3 separate regions of the Mus musculus genome follow, and all the other regions are linked to region 2. The links are chromatin contacts, called in public HiChIP or PLAC-seq maps. All regions are on one chromosome and are shown on one strand. The core of a region is the stretch at or near the end of the contact, and the rest is flanking DNA. Distances in the headings are between cores, read along the strand shown.

Region 1 (2,890 bases), core at 54-2,553, 180 kb after region 2:
TGCTATGGAGACTAAATAGGGAACACATGTAAATATTCGGCAAGCGTGAGACACAGCAAGGTCCTCCTGCAGTGTGGTTCCTCTTCTTCTTGGCTCTTTCCCTGATGGCTTTGAGCTACAGTTTGCAACCTCATCTGTAGGCTCTGTGGTTTCATGCCCCAGACTCGTGAACAGCTCATTTTTAAGGAACTTGTCTACTAGGGATGGAGAAAAACCCTATATTGCAGCCATGAGACCTAGATTTGAAATGCCTTTCGGCTACTTTTTTGGCATTCTTTTTTGTTACTTCATCTCCCTCAGGTTTTATCTTCTCATTTGGAACACAGAAAAAAGCAAGCCTTCTTTACGTGGGGATATATGAGAGCCACATGTGGGAAGGAGAGTGAGATAGGACTTGACAGACTCTGTAGAGATGAAAGCTTTGGCTGTGTTTAGGAATACTGAGGAATTACTGAATACTCCCAAAGGCTTGTCAGGCCATGGTCTCATCTGGGCACTGACTTGTGAAAAGGGCCAGTTGATTTTTTGGAGTTAGCAGTTAGGCGGCACGGTGGCTGCTTCTTAAACTTCCTGGTCTATGCTCCTGTGTGCTGTGCGTTTGTTCCACTGAAGGCAGGTGAGCTGACAGGAGGGATCCAGGTCTTGGCACTTTCTTTGTTCTGGTCTCCTCTCATTTGCCTTTGCCTGAGGCAATCAGAAGTCTAAGCTCACAGGGTCTTATATTCAAATAAATCAGAATCACCCACCCGGATTTTCTGAGCACGTGTGTGTGTGTGTGTGTGTGTGTGTGTGTGTGTGTGTGTGTGTGTGTGTAGCAACCAACAACAAAATAAACCCTGAACCAGGTATTTTCTTTATAACATAAACACACATCCTCAGTGCCTCTAGCAACAATACCTTCCTGAAAGAAGCACAGAGGACCCCAGAGTAGGTGTTGGCCAGCCTGGGGTTGAATTTCAAAGGCAGTGCCCTCCTTCCAACTCTTCTTGTGGCTTCTTTGGGGTGTGGGAGGAAGGGTAATGCCAAGGATTAGGGTGCTGGCTTCCAGCCTCACTCCCTGTCAGCCTCCACCCACGCTCAGCAGAGGTCTCTTAAGAATGTTCCTTCCCTGAAGACAGGAAGAAACCCTACTGAGAATCTTCCAGAGGACTGGGCTAGGCCTCCTCATACCACTTTCCATTCCAGAGTTCTAGATCTGTGCTTGTGATTTGCTCTGAACTAATTGAGTCTGTAGGCTGGCCCTGGGAGGTGGCCCAGTACATGTGTTTCTGGGGTGATGTAGTCAGTGAGCAGGGCTTTGGGGTGGGCAGGGGAGGGCCTGTAGGTTGTTCCTAGACCGACCTAAGATCACCCACTTTGCTGAGGAGTCAACTGGAACTCACTAGGCAGGAATGTGAGTCTGGAGGCTTCAGGAGGTGGAGGAGCTGAATGGGAACGGGAATTGCCCAGCCAGGTCAAGAACCCCAGCCCAGATTCTGCTGTGTTCACACTCCATGCTCCATCTAGAAGGAGAAAATAAACATGTTTATATTCACATTTCCGTAAGTAGAGAAAAGAGGGTGCCACTGCATTTAGCCAGTATTTTGTTCGGTGTTTGCTTTGTTACAAAAAAAAGAAAGTTAAAGGAAGCCAGAGGAAAGGAAGCCTCACTAATAACAACTTGAAGGGGCTCTTGTGAAACTGGAGCTTCATGCATTTAATTACTAAATACGATGTAAGTATTCATTGCCTGCTAAGCCCTCTTTTATGTGTTGGGTTCCACAGTGGACAAAATAGGCAAAAGTTTCTGAGCTCATCATAAAATAATACATATTTGCTTTTAAAATAGTACAACAGGTTTACAAATAAGTAAACTATATTGTACCTCACACATACACAGAGCAGGAAGGGGATTGGTAATTCTATAGAGGACAGACAGGGGCTCACTGACAGGGTGCCGTCAGGGTCAACATCTGACAGATAGCAGGAGTTGTTGTGCTGGAACCCAGGGAAAGAAAATTCTACAAGGGCCACCGTGGCTGAAAAAGGAAATGAGAGACAGGCAGTGGAAGTGAGAGATGAAGCTGGAGTGCAGCACATCAACGCAAGGGGCCTCTGAGCAAGCTGAGCTTTTCTTCGGTGTTAAACAGGAGCCATTGCAAAGTTTCAAGTAGACAAGTGCCTTAAGTTCTCTTGAGGAACATTTGGTTTGCTAAGAAAAGATAGGGGTGGTCCTGATGCTATATCTTGAATCTTCAACTGTTCCAAGAAGAACTAGAAAGTATCAAGATGCCACTAAAATGTTTGGATGTGATCAAGACTGTCAAGGAGATAGTGATTCAGGGCTAATGAATGGTGCCCACATGCAACCTGAAATCACCTTAGGTTTTATCAGTAGCTACCCTCTGCCCTTAGAAAATATGTTCTAGAGAGAAGCCAGACTTTCACCACTTATAGCAACTCTACTTATTCAGCCATTGGAGGTTTTCTGCAGGCAGCTGTGACTCTGATGAAATAAGATATTCCTTGCTCTTAGTCTACAGCTTCCACTACAGGTCTAAATGAAAATGTTTTATACAAGCTCTCTGTGGTAATCAGTAGATTCACATGCAAAAGTGTGCAACTTTTGTATTCTACAATTTACTAGGTCTCCCTTGTACTCCCTTAGACTTTCAGAGTATTGAAGAGAAGAATAGATTTGGATGATCGATGAGCATATATTGGTATCTGCCAGTATCCTTTGCTTCCAGGATCTGTTCTTGGCAAGAATGGCATTGACATATGGCTACAGGTATGGAAATCAACATGGTGACCTACAGTCCTTGTAGAAACCTCTATGAGGTAGAATTGGGTTCTGTGCTAATATCTCCCAAGGTTCTCCTGGCCCAAACTGTCCCTTGGCATGCAGTAG
Region 2 (2,842 bases), core at 257-2,756:
TCTTTAGAAAAATGGGTACTGTGTTCTGTCTATCTTAGCTGGTGATAAAAAAATAAAACCATAAAGGAAGAAAAAGCTTGCCCAAGATCATGTCTATTAGTGGTGCAGTAGGATTCAAACCCAGGCTACCTAAATGTGGGCCACACTGCCTCTGGTATAATGCGATTGGGCTGCCTTTGTATGTTGATTGATCTGACCTTCACAAACACCTCGTATTGTATATGCTAGAGTAGAACCTCCATCTCCTCATGTGTACCATGGCAACAGCAATCACAGAATTGGGGTGGTTAGGAGCATCATACATGACACATATCACATATCAGTAGATGGGAGCTATTGGAATTGTTCCTACCCAGTGACGTTCAGTAAAATATAACCGTGGTCCTGTAATACGAAATGAGAAAGCAGCTGTGACACAGGGAGTGCCACAAGTTACTCAGGATGGAAAACTTGCTTCAGATTCCAGTATGAAGCATGAATCTTGTCCAAACACATATCACATGAGACTTCCAACTTCCCACTCATCAAAACTCTTGACTTAATGAAGCTGTTGGCAAAGTAATGATAGCTTTATGTCCTTTCATTCTTGGCCCTGACAGCAATCAGGCTTACCCTCCAGTGCACAATGGGATTAGAATCAGAGCAGTGACTGCAAGACCGGTATTTCACTGATATTACAGAATTCCATTTACTTGTAATTTATTTCATATTAACAATGCTACTGTTGTGAAATTTCATGAGCAAAGGATAAGGTTGACTACATATGTTTAAGTCTTTGCTTCTGAATAAACTTAGCCAAAATCTCCTTAATTTTTAGAAATATGAAAGTTTGGCTTACATAGGCACCTGCATGGCATATGCACAGTTCTCTGCCTGCAATGTATTTGGGGAAAAATAGCCAAGTCTAGCTTTATGCTGTGCTATTGTGTGAATCCTAATTCTCTCTTCTCCCTCATGTAGGAGTACAATGACCAAGAACTTTCTGTATATTTATTAAGTTATAGAGCTTCCAGGGTCATCAAGAGCCAGCATGTAGCAGAAGCAAACAGAGGGGTGTTCAAATCCCAGAAGACCACATTGAATTTGTGTGACCCTAAGTTACCTGATCCATGGAATCGCTGGTTGTCTCATGGTGAAAGAAGCTGTTTATGTGCCTTGCGTGGTTACTGTGAGGTTCTGCTTTGATGTTGTGTACACAGAGCTTGGCACAACCTCCAGCAACCAGCCTCGAGAGAAGCCAGCCAGGGGAGTGGACTCCCAGACAAAGCAGAATGGGTCAAGGGACCAGGAGAAGGCTGAGAATTTTCTAGATAATACTGTCCATAAGGGGGGGGGGGTTACTAATATTTGACTCCTAACAAGATTTTTCACAGTGCTTGTAAGAGTGACTCATGACCAGAGCAACCCAGATTGTAAACAAAACAGCCAAGGCTAAGGATGACTGGAACCTGGGAATCCCCACTTCCTTTCTGTCCTGTCAATACTGGGGACGGGCTGAAGAGTCTTTGCTGTCTGGGACTTTAGGGAAGTTTCACTCCCACAGCTGTCTCACCTTGTCCTCAAGTGCCCGATAAGAATGATAGATTACTTGGCTTGAGGGTTGTAATGTGCCCTACCTCTCTTAAGTGCCCATGTACTTATTGGTTCCTAAATGCCGCCGGCCACTACATGAAAGAGAAACCCTCATTTATCCTTTCAACCGGTGAGGAAGTCAGGATACAGTTGCCCAAATTTTGTATGTTGTTGACAAGTGGTAGAGCTAGGATTTGAATTTAGATTGTTTAAGTTCAAAAAGCTGCTACACACTGTATCTGCTGTCTCATATGGAGTTCTATGAAATATACCAGCTCCATACTGGTGTGACAGGCACAGACATGATCACTGGTGTGACAGGAAAGGGCACAGACATGTTCTGTATTGTATGTATGTAGACATGCAATAAACCCGAAAGGGGTAGCAAAATACACCAAACATCCCAGTCCCTTGGAGCTCCAGGGACCTCCAAATTGTTCTCAGTTACAAGTCTTGGGATTCTAGGCTGGGCCACACTGATGGCCTGACTTGGCCAAACCCTCCCATGAGCCTGGAGTGCTTGCTCTAGAAATATTTTAATGTTTTAACTACAAAGCAGGCAACCCTCATTGTTTCAGCACATACAAAGTCACATGAGAGACCTATTTTCAGAAGACTGTTCTATTCAGAAGCGACAGCTCTGGATATCAGGATATGGCTTACTTGTCAATCACAAGCTAGATTCCAAAACCCACATAAAAATACTAGGTATGGAAACAAGTGTGTTTAGTGCTAACATGGAGAGTGAAGAAACAGGCAGATGCCTAGCAGACAGCTGCCAGCTGGTGAGCTCTAACCCAATGAGAAATTCTGCCTCAAAGAGGGTGGATTGTATCTAAAGGTAGCATCAGAGATTGTCCTCTGACCTCTACAGCATATATACTCATATGTTCATGTGCACCCCAACATACATACTCACAAACAGTTAACAAATAAAAAGAAGAAATGATTGCTTCTGTAAAATAACCTACGAAGATGAGAAAAGTCACTGCCAGTTGGTGATCCTCAGAAACCCTTTGGTATGTAGACAGGACACCTGAACCCAAGATTAAACTTTAAACTCTGGGGAAAGAGTTCAAAATGGTCCCAGGTATGCTCCTAATATTGCTTGAAAAGTTGATGAAAAGAAAAGTTGAGAAATTTTTCTTTATTCCATTACCATTTTATGGCACCCTCTTTCTGAATAATGCATTTTCCAGCCTTGGGAGAAATGGCCAGGCAAGTGAAACCGAATGTATCTTGGAATATGTTGTTTGCCTCCCCTGGTGAG
Region 3 (2,945 bases), core at 147-2,646, 230 kb after region 2:
TCTGTTGTATAAGCTGAACACTCCTCAGAAAATCCTACCCAGTCCAACTAAAGTTGAGCCAGCCAAGAACCAGTTCACTTACATGGAAATTCATGAAAACATTAGCCTAGTAAAATGGCTGTCTGGTCTGTAATTTATCATCATCATCATCATTAATTAATTAAACCTGTAGGTGACTTTTCTCCATGCCTCTGATTTCCAAATGGATGGGATTTTATAGTGTTTTGTTGTTATTGGTGGTTGTTGTTAAGGTAGTAGTGGTGGTAGCTGTAAGTGATGGTTCTTTTTATTTTTGTTGGTGGTGGTGGCTGTTAGTGATGGTTGTTTTTGTTGTTGTTGTTGTTGGTGGTGGTGGTGGTGGTGGTGACTGGTGGTTGTTTTTGTTGGTGGTGGTGGTTGTTGTTATTGTTGGTATTGATGATGGTGATTGGTGGTGTGTGTGGTGGTGGTGGTGGTTGGTTGTTGGTACGTCTGTGTGTGGTATGTGTGGTGTGCGTATGTGATGTGCGTTCATAGGTTTAGTCATTGTGTATTCACCAGTAGAGGCTAGAGGTCAATTTGGACTGTGGTTACTAAGGGGTTGTCCATCTTACTTTTGAGACTGAATCTCTTATTGGTCTGGATCCCATTCATTGTGCTAGACTGGGATCTGCCTGTCACTGCCTCTCTAATGCCAAGATTACAAGCACACACCACCATGTCCAGCTTACTTATGTTGGCTCGAGGGATCAAGTTTTCATTTTTACAAGGAAGACACTCATCAAATGAGGTATCTCTTAGCCCCAGAGCTGTACAGTTTTAAAGCACTCACGTTTATGGAAAATCTAGTGAAGCCATCAGGTAAGGAAAGGGCTAGCATAAGCATGGAGAGGAGCCTCTAGGAACACAGGCACTATTTAACTATCCTTATTTCTGTATCTTCTCTCCTTCCTAGCCTCATTTTTTATTCATCATTAAAGCATATTGCTTTTGAGAGAGCATACTTTTTAAATTCAGGAGCTCTCAACAATAGTTACACTTTAAATATCATATATGGCATTTACAGATATTTGCACACACACACACACACACACACAGAGTCTCATTCATCCAAGGCTTTCTAGATCTCTGGGACTGATGAGGTATGGGGTGAGCGGTGGTAGGGAATACCTACTGTTTTACCAAGGCAGGTTTATAAACCTAGGGTTGAGAACCACATTGGATAAACTACTTGTGGGATCTTCAGATTTATATCTGGAGATTAAGTGGGAAATCTTCTGTTTAAAAGGAGTAACTTTGTAGGTGGCATGATGCTAGCCCAAGTCTTCTGCTGAAAATTACATCTTCCATAGGATGAAGCAGACCATGGTCCAGCCAAACACTGTTTAAATCAAAACACATGTCCACAGCTGGGACAAGAGCATTAGGACCACCTAGCTGGATTCCATTGGAATGAGTCTGTGTGACACCATGCCAGCATAATTGTAAACAATCTCCCTAAAGAAGTTAGATGAAGGAGAGCCAAAAACCCAACCGATCAAACAACAACACAAACTTCCATTGGATTTAACTCAGTTTTCCAGAAAAACAAAACAAAACAAACAAACAAAAAAAACTTACACATCATACACACCACAAACCCTTATGAACAAACACCACCAAATATTAGAAACTGAAACCTGAACACATTGACACGAAGCCCCTATTTTCCTTGACCAATGCTTTCAAGTTTTCTTTCCCTTCCCCCACTTTTAATCCCCAGGATTTATAGCTCATCTCTGGCACCAAAGCAGGCACATGTTTACTGACTGATCTCACAAGCCACATGCATCTGCAGCTAGAGACCTTTTTAAATCACGCTTCTCTTTTATTTATCATGGTTTCCATGGCAAGAGGAAAATAAAGGGAAACTATGTTTAACAGCAAAGACAATAAAAGAAGCCACAGATCTCAACCAGGCGACAGCCGAGGGTAAGCTAGCTTCCCTTATGTGGATAACGCTGTGTTGCTTGCACCAACCAGATGGTTAATGCTGACTCTGGGGAAGAATCGATGTAACTCATGATCAAAAGCTACCCTTAGGACAGTCTGAGGGGGAGCTTGGACTTTGTTTCAGGCTTCTGTTGCCAAGATTTCCATTCAATGGACCTCAAGAAACCATAGAAGCCAACAGGGACTTCAGGACCAGAAATTTAATAATTAGTTCTAGCCCAGGTCATAAGCCTGGGTGATTTCTTTCATCAAACAGGTACCTTGAATTGGGGCGATCAAGAGATTACACCAGCTCTCTCCCTTGGGCTGGAGTCACAGGTCATACCCTAGAATAACCTGAAGAGTTGGGTTGCTTCATGTCTATAGCAGATAATTTCAAAGCTGGGTCCTTCCCACTCTGAGAAATCTGAGACACCACCTTTCATTCCTGAGATAGCAGTGTACTTCCCCAGTTTTTATTTTGTCACCTTGCATTCAAGTGCCTTGGCCCATATCAGTCACAGCCTTTTGATGTCCCTCTTTATAAAGGCACCAAGTACCAAGTAGTGCATTCTCACCACCATCTGACACGGGGGTAGCAGTCTCCTGGATCCGCCTACAACTTCACCTTCCTCATAACACCCCAGAGACCAGCGGCTGGAAGAAACAGCAAGAGCAGTGGTTTCTAGTAATTTGTTTCATTTTATTTTTTTAAGGGAGGGAATTCCCTCAGTGGACTTACCTAACACTAAAATGGTCTTGACATTAGACTCGCCCCACATTCTTCATGGAGGTGCTTTTTACACGACTTTTTATAGCAGTGGCTTCCCCTCTGTCTAAAACATCAAGGGAAAACCCCAGATTCTTTAACTCACCTACATCTCTGTATGCTTTCTGAGGTGATTAATGCTTAAAGCCACATCCTAGTTCGAAGGAAAGGGGCAGACAGATGAACTGGAAGAAAACACCATTTATTTCCCAGCCCCCTCTAGGCT

The links. HiChIP or PLAC-seq counts read pairs in DNA pulled down with a chosen protein or histone mark.
Region 1: a contact with region 2 is called in a FOXA1 HiChIP or PLAC-seq map of pancreatic cancer cells. The contact joins two enhancer-like sites. A contact is called at or near these places in 1 of 484 Hi-C or Micro-C datasets (pancreatic cancer cells), 2 of 115 datasets of contacts at active chromatin or transcription factors (CD8 T cells and pancreatic cancer cells) and 1 of 9 other capture datasets (liver).
Region 3: a contact with region 2 is called in a FOXA1 HiChIP or PLAC-seq map of pancreatic cancer cells. The contact joins two enhancer-like sites. A contact is called at or near these places in 8 of 115 datasets of contacts at active chromatin or transcription factors (CD8 T cells, T-cell acute lymphoblastic leukemia, bone marrow-derived dendritic cells and 4 more) and 1 of 9 other capture datasets (liver).

The regions. Positions count from the first base shown.
Region 1 is chr2:102,944,203-102,947,092 of GRCm38.p6, forward strand. It overlaps Gm34483 (a long non-coding RNA gene), which reads left to right. Exons shown (of 6, transcript XR_866583.2): 2 at 2,648-2,770. Among named protein-coding and RNA genes, the nearest start is that of Gm34483, 4.6 kb to the left of the region's middle. Within about 2 kb of position 1,304, at least 53 of the 459 cell types and tissues checked have an H3K27ac peak or open chromatin away from gene starts, as enhancers often do. A contact at or near this core is called in pancreatic cancer cells, where this site is marked.
Region 2 is chr2:102,763,610-102,766,451 of GRCm38.p6, forward strand. All of the region lies in intron 8 of Slc1a2 (solute carrier family 1 (glial high affinity glutamate transporter), member 2), which reads left to right. Among named protein-coding and RNA genes, the nearest start is that of Gm13872, 18 kb to the left of the region's middle. Within about 2 kb of position 1,507, at least 45 of the 459 cell types and tissues checked have an H3K27ac peak or open chromatin away from gene starts, as enhancers often do. A contact at or near this core is called in pancreatic cancer cells, where this site is marked.
Region 3 is chr2:102,996,660-102,999,604 of GRCm38.p6, forward strand. No RefSeq gene overlaps it. Among named protein-coding and RNA genes, the nearest start is that of Gm34483, 57 kb to the left of the region's middle. Within about 2 kb of position 1,397, at least 66 of the 459 cell types and tissues checked have an H3K27ac peak or open chromatin away from gene starts, as enhancers often do. A contact at or near this core is called in pancreatic cancer cells, where this site is marked.